Linked DNA regions of Mus musculus: all the other regions are linked to region 2. A link is a contact called in public Hi-C and HiChIP or PLAC-seq data. All regions are on one chromosome and are shown on one strand. Each heading gives the region's core, a stretch centred on a gene start, on an enhancer-like site or on the middle of the called end of the contact. The rest is flanking DNA. Distances are from core to core; before and after follow the strand shown. Region 1 has its middle 15 kb from the start of Cartpt. Region 2 overlaps Mrps27 (mitochondrial ribosomal protein S27). Region 3 overlaps Mccc2 (methylcrotonoyl-Coenzyme A carboxylase 2 (beta)).

The links. A called contact is a pair of places that touch in the nucleus more often than the background predicts. HiChIP or PLAC-seq counts read pairs in DNA pulled down with a chosen protein or histone mark.
Region 1: an H3K27ac HiChIP or PLAC-seq map of large pre-B cells shows a contact between it and region 2, with 4 times the contacts expected there. The contact joins two enhancer-like sites. A contact is called at or near these places in 18 of 39 promoter capture datasets (the 3T3-L1 cell line, 3T3-L1-derived adipocytes, the C10 cell line and 12 more) and 13 of 115 datasets of contacts at active chromatin or transcription factors (bone marrow-derived macrophages, embryonic basal ganglia, embryonic forebrain and 6 more).
Region 3: a contact with region 2 is called in a Hi-C map of bone marrow-derived macrophages, with 4 times the contacts expected there. The contact joins two enhancer-like sites. A contact is called at or near these places in 11 of 39 promoter capture datasets (the 3T3-L1 cell line, the HPC-7 cell line, cranial neural crest and 7 more), 1 of 15 datasets of contacts at CTCF or cohesin (large pre-B cells), 11 of 484 Hi-C or Micro-C datasets (the 63-12 cell line, the Ba/F3 cell line, the N1E-115 cell line and 7 more), 14 of 115 datasets of contacts at active chromatin or transcription factors (the SCID.adh cell line, bone marrow-derived dendritic cells, bone marrow-derived macrophages and 11 more) and 3 of 9 other capture datasets (adipose tissue, embryonic stem cells and pancreatic islet).

The regions. Positions count from the first base shown.
Region 1 is chr13:99,914,214-99,917,194 of GRCm38.p6, reverse strand. No RefSeq gene overlaps it. Among named protein-coding and RNA genes, the nearest start is that of Cartpt, 15 kb to the right of the region's middle. Within about 2 kb of position 1,389, at least 9 of the 459 cell types and tissues checked have an H3K27ac peak or open chromatin away from gene starts, as enhancers often do.
Region 2 is chr13:99,351,662-99,354,671 of GRCm38.p6, reverse strand. The region is part of intron 2 of Mrps27 (mitochondrial ribosomal protein S27); the gene reads right to left. Among named protein-coding and RNA genes, the nearest start is that of Mrps27, 8.4 kb to the right of the region's middle. Within about 2 kb of position 1,346, at least 317 of the 459 cell types and tissues checked have an H3K27ac peak or open chromatin away from gene starts, as enhancers often do. A contact at or near this core is called in bone marrow-derived dendritic cells and bone marrow-derived macrophages, where this site is marked.
Region 3 is chr13:99,971,249-99,974,175 of GRCm38.p6, reverse strand. It overlaps Mccc2 (methylcrotonoyl-Coenzyme A carboxylase 2 (beta)), which reads left to right. Exons shown (of 17, transcript NM_030026.2): 8 at 2,333-2,397. Among named protein-coding and RNA genes, the nearest start is that of Gm41039, 38 kb to the right of the region's middle. Within about 2 kb of position 1,590, at least 10 of the 459 cell types and tissues checked have an H3K27ac peak or open chromatin away from gene starts, as enhancers often do. A contact at or near this core is called in bone marrow-derived dendritic cells and bone marrow-derived macrophages, where this site is marked.

The DNA.
Region 1 (2,981 bases), core at 140-2,639, 560 kb before region 2:
ATCAATGAATGATCCATGCAGATGAGAAGTTGAGAATTGGTCCCAAGGCCCCTCCCCTGTGGCTCTGGGGCTGGTGGGGCACAGTGTTTGCCAGATGCCACGGCCAGCTTTGCAGATGTGTTCATTCATTCCTCGCTCTTGCCTGTTTTCCTTGGTCTCCCGGGGACCCAGTGATGGAAACGCCGAGAACCAAGGCTCTGCTCTGCACTTTCAAAGGGTATCACATCTGATGTCAACCTTCTAAAAACTGGAAAGCTTCGTATGAAAATCCAAATTTCTGTCATCTTTTGAATAGTCTGAGTCTTAGCTCTCTCTGTTGGCTCTGGACCCCCTCACCTCCACTGCCCTTGCTGGTGTTTGGAGGCATCTGAGTTTGTGTGTAACCCCTAAGCTAAAAGGAAGCTAACTGACCCAAGTGCCCAGCCAGCGTTTCCTGGGTAGGCCCCAGAAGGATCATGCTCACCGAGAAAGCAAACAAAAACACAAACAAGACAAACAAACAAACCTCCCAGCTTCCATCCAAACCTCCCAGCTTCCATCCAGGGAACTTTCAACTACCCCCCGCACCCCCACCCCTTCCCTGGCTACCACCCTGCGCCAAGTAGGTCAGGATTTGTAAGGATGAGGCCCAAATTGCTATTTTTTAAAAAAGGTTCCAGGCAGCTTTACTCTGCAGCCAAATTAGGATCTTCCACTTTAGGGTTCCCCCTAAATAGTGCTCCTGGCTTCGGACCTTGGTACCAGACAGCGGGCTGCAGAGGTTTTGCAAGGAGCCACTACTGTCTGTTTTCCTCCCAGCCCACTCTTGATGTTCACATGTCGATGAATCTTTCTCCCTTTTCCTATCTGGGCCTGCAGAGCTAAGAAGTATGTTTACAGAGTTCTAGGTGGGGAGAGAGTAGATGAGGACAAAACAGATTTCCTCTGAAATGCGTTGAGAGTGTCAGAATTCTTCTGTGAGAAACTGGAAAAATTTTTAGGAAACAAGTAATGGTGTTTAGAAGCTCTGTACTGTCCTGTGCATATTCTTCCTTCAGAAATAAAAACACATAATAGGAAATGAAGCGACTTGACAGCTTCGTTTGAAGCCTTGTTTACTTGTTGTTTTCATTCTCAGCTAAGAAATTTTATCAGCACATGCTGGGAGAGATTGTGGGTCTCTGATGGCTGCCGTGGGCAAAGCTAGACTTACCAGTCTATCCCACATGACGGGGCACCGGGTAAAGGCCATGTCTACCAGCAATGCCTTCAACCAGGGCCACCATGGCCAAGGGTGCAGATGGCAGAAAATGATATTTGTATTTGAGCATAAAGCTCTGTGGGTGTCCACAGCTGTGTTTCCTCAGGCGTCTCTCCTCAGTCAGGCATGGCGGGGTATATGTCACACAGGCTGTGATCTTTTTTCTTCCTCCAACTGTAGCCCTTGAAAGGGCTCTCCTGCCTATCCAGGAGCTTGATCTCTGATGGGCAACCAGGCAGATCATAGTCCAAAACTGAAAACCTTTCACTTAAAACAGCCAGACCTGTTGAATGCTCAGAAAGTTGATGTTCACACTGAGAAATGCAACCTGCCAAACCCTGGAGAACAACTTAGAATTCCAAGGATCAATGCGGTTCTTGATCACCAGGAAGTTTTGTTTTGTTTTGTTTTACAGCACTTGAAGGGGGCTCTAGCTGTCCTGAGCTTGGTGAGTATGGCTCTGGCAAGCCGTGCCTTTCCTGCCCATTCCCTCTACCTTGCTAAAAACCATTAGATCACATTCCCAAGCTAGCCAAAGTCTATTCCCTTATTTGGCCAATTCCTCCTCCTGAGGCTGACTCCCCTGGTCTGGCAATTGAAGTATTAAAGTCCAACCATCAAAAGCCCCCCTTGGCTCAACTAATTAACATGCCTAATGCCCAATTAAGATTAAACACCTCATCCTAACACCAGGTTTCCCCCTGTACCTTTCTAGAAACCACCATTTTCTTATGGGCCATGTCTGTCTCTTCTCTATGTAGAGCCAGTCCTTTGTTTCACTCTGGAACAAACCCCCCTCCCCTTCTTCCTTGCCCCCTTTCTCCCCTCTCCCTGGTTCCTGTCCCTGGGAAAGGTTAGTGGTGTTCACTAGTTTAGCCAGATTGTTGAGCTCCAATTCCTAGTAAGAGACTCCTGAGGATCTCACAGACACAGACACAGACACAGACACAGACACAGACACAGACACAGACACAGACACAGACACAGACACAGACACAGACACAGACACAGACACAGACAGACACAGACACAGACACAGACACAGACACAGACACACACACACACACACACACACACACACATATATGGAGAGAGAGAGAGAGAGGTGCTCCTACTCACACACGAGCAAGTACATATATACCCATACATGCAATACTCTTGCCCCACACACAATCAGAAAAGACAACAACTTGGTTTTCAGATGAGCTAGACCCAACCATTTTTTTGTGTTTGCTTCAGACCTGGATCCAGTTGCTTAAAGGATCTGTTTTACCATCTACAGAATGAGTAGCTCCAAGTAAGTAGAAGACAGCCAGTCATCAGAATTTGCTGGCTTACTTTTATTTGGAGGCATGGCTTCACTACATGATAGGCACTCCTGGAAAAGCCATTCCTGACCGTTTACTTACATGTGGGGATGATGGGAATTTCTGGCAAGCCAAGGGTGACTTGACTTGACCTATTTACACTGGCTTGGCCATGGGCGTCTTTGTCTTTTTCAAGAGAAGTGTATTAGAATCCCAGACAAACTTGGCCTTTAAGACGTTTGAAGGGTGACATGTGCTTACCCGATACCCCTCATGAAATGACCAGACAATCTCCTTGAGCAGTGGTGTTTATCTGGGGTGTTACAGCAGTCAGCTTATAGCAGACTCACTTGGGGCAGCATTTGAACCTGTACAAAAGCAGGACTCCCCCTCCTCCACAGAGATCCTGGAGCCCCACACTTTGGGACTGGGCA
Region 2 (3,010 bases), core at 97-2,596:
TACAGAGAAACCCTGTCTCGAAAAACAAAAAACAAAACAAAAACAAAATAATCATCAAATTATTTTTTACAGCTAGGACAGATGGAAAACCAGACACATCCAGTACCAGCAGAAAGACGAAACCTGCAAATCAAGAGTGTGAGATGCTCTACAAAAGGTGTCTGCTCGAGTGTGACATGTGAGTGTGACATGCAAGTCCTCTGTAAGTGAAGAAAACATATTTAAGACATGACAAAATGTGAACATGCAATGTTTAAGGATGGCATTATAGCTTACTTTAAAAATTGCCATCTTTTGGAGGTCCATATCAAAATTGCTATAAAATGATTGGATGATAGACTGACTTAAAAAGCAGTCTGATGGAGGGGTATAGGCTATAGATGAAATCGAACTAATAACTGTTGAATCTGCTTTACCCCCATGTTTATACCCAAAAAAAAAATTTATTAAAGAGTCAAAAGAAAGTACAACTGTATTTGTGTGATTCGGTTGGGTCCTTGTTCGATTAGAGCATTAAAAATATGAGCATTAGATTTAGAGCATTAAAAATATGTGTATAAGAAATACCAGAAACCCGGCAGGCGTGGTGGTGCACACACTCAATCCCAGCGCTTGGGAGGCAGAGGTAGGTGGATCTCTGAGCTCAAGGCCCTCCTGACTAGCAATGGTTACAAGGTGTGACCTGGTCTCAAAAAACAAAAATGGCAGAAGCTGGTTATTTCATATATTTATGCGACTACTTTATATATAACAATGGCTTTAAAAACATCTTATCTTTTTGAAATATACAACACACAGAGAGAGAGAGAGAGAGAGCTTCAAAACAGTCCAAAGGATTAGGAAGAGGAGCAGACATAAGCTGATAACAGCTGAAAGCAGATGGCGGGTGCTGGGGTTCTTTACAGCAGTCTCTACTTTCCTGCTTTACACTTTCTCGTGTAAAGTGCTAAAGTGCTTTTATGAAGCAGCCTCTGGTGTTGCAAATCAGAATTTCGGCTGTCTGAAGAAAGCTAGGCACATCCCGGTCTCCAACGCGTTTAGAATGCTCCAGCTCCTATGCAGGTGTGCTAACTTTCTGGTAACTCACTGCATATGATCTGTGCATCTTTTTGAACGCACAAAAGCAATGCAACAAGTAGCTTTCAAGAAAATAGGGGGTAGCATTTTAATGTTCAAGGACTCTAGGCACCCTTGAAACAGCCCTCCCCAGGGACGGCGGGCGGAACCAAGGACGCCACACCCGCAGCGGCACCAATGGGGACCACAGGAGCAAATGCCTCATATCGGCCCTCCTCCTTCCTCCAATCAGCGAACCCGACCCAAGCACCTCACGGCCCTCCCAGCGCGATGTCCAATCACGACGCTCCACATGAGCGCACATTTCCCGATAGGCCTGCGCCCCAGCGCAGATGGAAGGGTGTTTCTCGCAAGGACCACACTGCCATCTACTGTCCGACCCACGGAAATGCAGCCACAGGAACACCTGGAGCAGTCAGCAGTCTCCCTGCTCAGAATCAGAGCTCAACCCTTACCAACGCAGTCATGCCATACACAAAAATGTGCATCTATGAAACAGAGGCGGTAGCAGTTACTTCCTGTTACACAATGGAAAAGTTCCGGGCAGTCTGAATTCCAAACTTTACTTCACATCAAACATACACAGGGACATACACAAGGGACCCAGGGACTCATTCACTCTGCATATTTCTAGGATGAATGTTTAGGAACTAGAGCAGACATCACCCATCCCTGATTTATAGCTATAGACATGGACAGCGACAGCTGAAAGTGGTAGCATTGGGACACACACCCAGATGCAGAATTCATATCGTGCTACTCAGGGAAGGCACGAGAGGAGACAGAGTAGGAAACCAGTTCTCACTGGAGGCAGAGGGGCAGCAATGACTCGATGTGTTCAGTAAATGGTTAATTTACTCAAGCATTGGTCTTAACAGAGAAGAGACAATAGGCTCCCCATGATATTTACCAGTCACAGATTATCATCATATTCTTTGGTGTCTTAGTCAGGGTTTCTATTCCTGCATAAACATCATGACCAAGAAGCACTTGGGGAAGAAAGGGTTTATTCAGCTTATACTTCCATACTGTTGTTCATCACCAAGGAAGTCAGGACTGGAACTCAAGCAGGACAGAAAGCAGGAGCTGATGCTGAGGCCATGGAGGAATGTTCTTTACTGGCTTGCTTCCCCTGGCTTGCTCAACCTGCTCTCTTATAGAACCAAGGCTACCAGCCCAGAGATGGTCCCACCCACAAGGGGCCTTTCCCCCTCGATCACTAATTGAGAAAATGTACAGTTGGATCTCATGGAGGCATTTCCTCAACTGAAGCTCCTTTCTCTGTGATAACTCCAGCTGTGTCAAGTTGACACGTACATTTGACAATGTGTTTATTCGTGTAACCAGGGCAAAGACCTCTAGACTTGTGTCCATGTAAATAATCTAACTATACCTCCACACCTAGGAAAATTTTTAACAATAAACTTTCCCAGAATGCATCCTTCCTTTATGTATATGTTCACAGCACTATGGGTAATTCACGTATGGCACATGAGAACAATCTTTGCTATATTACTATTGGATTGTCCTAGCACATGGCTTCTAAGGGGAGAATAACAGAATTTGAAGGGCATCTTTACGTATGTGTAGATTATCTGTGACTCTCACCTATGACTGGATAACTGGCACTTTCTGATAGAAGGCAGAGAAGTTGTATCACATGCAATGCTGTGACTCCCGACAGAACCCTGCCTCTGTGGAACCAAGCTCTAACCACGGGATGGAGAGCACAGCAAGGCCAGGGAAAGCTCCATGCAGATGAAGGGGGCTCAGAGGTGCTGGGTAAGAGTCAAGAGCATCTAACATCCGGCTCCTGTTTCTACTCCCACTCAGTGACCACTAAAAGGAACAAGAGTTCCCAAGGAGGGCTGAGTCCAGGCTAGGGAGCTACTAAGCCTAGAACACACTGTTAAGTGAGAAAGCAAGCAAATGG
Region 3 (2,927 bases), core at 341-2,840, 620 kb before region 2:
AAAGCAGGAAATCATGTGCCTTGCTACAGAATATCTCGTGTACAGAAACCCCCCCCCCCAAATCTAATAGTTACTAGAAAGTCCAAGGAATTATACAACCATAACATACATGTGCTAAAACATTATTCAGACATAGGTCTTCACTGCATGGATGGGAAATATGTGAGACACACACAAAACTGTGATGTCACTTTCATAAATATTTAAGGGTGCCAAATTCATGGAATAGAAAGTAGAATAGTGGTTACCAGGGTCTAGGGGGAGGGAGGAAGGGGGAATAGCCAATGCTGAATGGAGTTTCTTCTGAGAGTCATGGAATGTTCTGGAATTAGGTAGTAGTGATGACTGCACAATCTCATTATTATAAAAAAAAAAAAAAAAGCCTTTGAAATGTATGCTTTACAATGGTGGGCCCCAAGGCATGCTGGTTACTTGTAGAAACCCATTTTCATGCAAAGTAAGTGTTCTCCCAAGTGATTCTCCTAAGAAGATAAGGTAGACCAGAAGGAGCTGCTACTTTAACTGTAGTAATAACTCCAATGTTATTTTGAATGTTAACTTTCTTATCTGTTATCATATCCCCATGCTGTTTGTAATAGCTCATGAGAGGAAAGTGTACTCACACGGTTACCTTTGCATTAGGAAGGGCACACATCTTTACCAGGAAAGGTGCGTCAATGTTTGAAAACTTCTGTTGGGAGGAATTATGGCCTGCAGTGCTGGTGCTGCAGCATCCAGGGTTTCAGAAGGGTTCACTGAGCTCTACCCACGGATTCAGATTCACCGTCACTTAGTGGCCTGGAGTTCTCCCGATCGATCGCTCGATCGGAACTTCTGTCAGTGGTCCAGGAGAAACGAATGTTTAGGGGAGGAAGAATCTGAAGGGCCAGGCACTGAGAATTCCGTATCCTGACCCTTGTTTGTAGGCATCTGGGGAGCGGCTTTGAAGGGTGGAGTTCAGGTCCTGTTAGTTGAAGCAGCTTAGTGTGGTTGAAGCAGATGACTAAGAAGAAGAGGGTGAGGAAGAACTCTGTTCTCCTGGCCCCTTTACCTTCCCAACTCGCTGTTACTAGAATGAACCCTCTTATTGTTCCTGACTTGTGTCACTGAACCTTTCACAGCACCAAGCGTGTGGTGGGCGTTTAACAAATACGAACTGATGACAAGCCTATTTTTCCCCACTGGAAATTAGTCAGATTCCTGAGAATAAATATAGTATATCTGTTGTTTATTTCTTTTTATGACTTTAAATATTCAGACACCTCTTATAATTAGTTATTATCTGGACTGAAAGCCATTTTGCACTGATTTTTTTTTTTTTTTTTTTGGGAAAGAGAACCAGTAATTAACTTCTGAGGGTGGGATAATTGGAGGTGAAAAATTTAATTGCCTCTCTCTGTGGAAAGATATTTTATTTAAAAAGAGAGCCTTTGATACAGTGAAGAATAGCTTCCCTGGGCTGTAGCTTAGGTTAATTCTTGTTATTTTAATAAAATCTTTTTATTTTTATCTCAAGAAACAGATTAGTCAGCCCAATAAGTAGGAATCAACAAACAGCTTCTACAAGATGAAGTTGGCATTTGGCTCTAAATGACTTCTCCTTTCATTTTCATGTTGTGGTTTCTTATAGTTCTTAGTTTCTTAAGTCATTCTTGATTTATTGCTTGATTTTCTTCCTTTTCTTGGCTCCATCCTGTCAGATCTTAGATTTGGGTAACTTATGTAGGTAATCTTTTTTTCCCACTTTAAAAGATAAAATAACTGGATTTTATAGCCCTGGTTATTGAGTATTTGAAGATGAATGAATCTCCTGAGGACCCCACAGTGTAGAGCTGATGAGAGAAATACATAGAGTACTGAAACACAGACCAGAAGATAGCATGCAGATGTGTAAGTGAGATTAGATTCTCTTCTCGGACCCTCAGTTTGCCCAGCATTACATGGTTAATACCATAGGGTGTCACCACCATGAGGACTCCTGCAGGCCAAGAGGGAGCTCTCCAGGTAGGTGAAAGAAAAAAGGGATCCCAGACAGTAAGAGATGGCGGTACACAAAGAGTTTAAGGTGTCCTGGGCAGCATCATGAAGAGAAGGGTGAGTCCCAAGACTCCATCATTTGTACAGGAGTTGTGGGCAGCTCTCAGTGAGTCTGGGTTTAGGTTTCCCTTCTGTAAACTGGGGATAATAATCTCTCGCTTTGCCTGGAGGCGGCATGGGAAAGCACAGTGAACTTCAGCTTTGTGGAAGGAAGAATGTAGGTGTGGTCAGCTTAAGCAATGTGCTTGTTAGTGTTATCCGAGAGCCAGGCTCACCGTGGCTTTTATCCTTGTAGGTGAAGGCAGCTACAGGTGAAGAGGTGTCCGCTGAGGATCTCGGAGGTGCCGACCTGCATTGCAGGTAAAGCAGGAACACTGCTTCCTTTTAGAATCCATGGCCATTGTGTTTGTTTAAAGGAAGTTTTCCATTGTTTCCCCTCTGCTTATCTTGCCAGGTCACACCATAGTTTGTTTCCAGAAGGTTGCTCTGGGTTCAGTTCTTTGGATTGTGGAACTTTGTCTCAAGTGAGAGTGTTAGCTGCTTAAGAGCAAGGGCGTGGTGGCGCACATCTTTAATCCCTGCACTCTGGAGGCAGAGGCAGGCGGATTTCTGAGTTCGAAGCCAGCCTGGTCTACAAAGTGAGTTCCAGGATAGTCAGGGCTATACAGAGAAACCCTGTCTTGAAAAACCAAAAAAAAGAACAAACAAATGAACAACCCTTAGTGTGTGTTTGTGAACAGGCAAACGTGAATGCACTCACGTATGTGAGTGTGCATATGCTGTGATGACATGTGGAGGTCAGAGCATAGCATGTAAAAGTCAAGTCCCCACCACCACCGCCACCATGTGGGGTCTGGGAACTGAGAAAGCGCCCTTATCCTCTGAGCCAG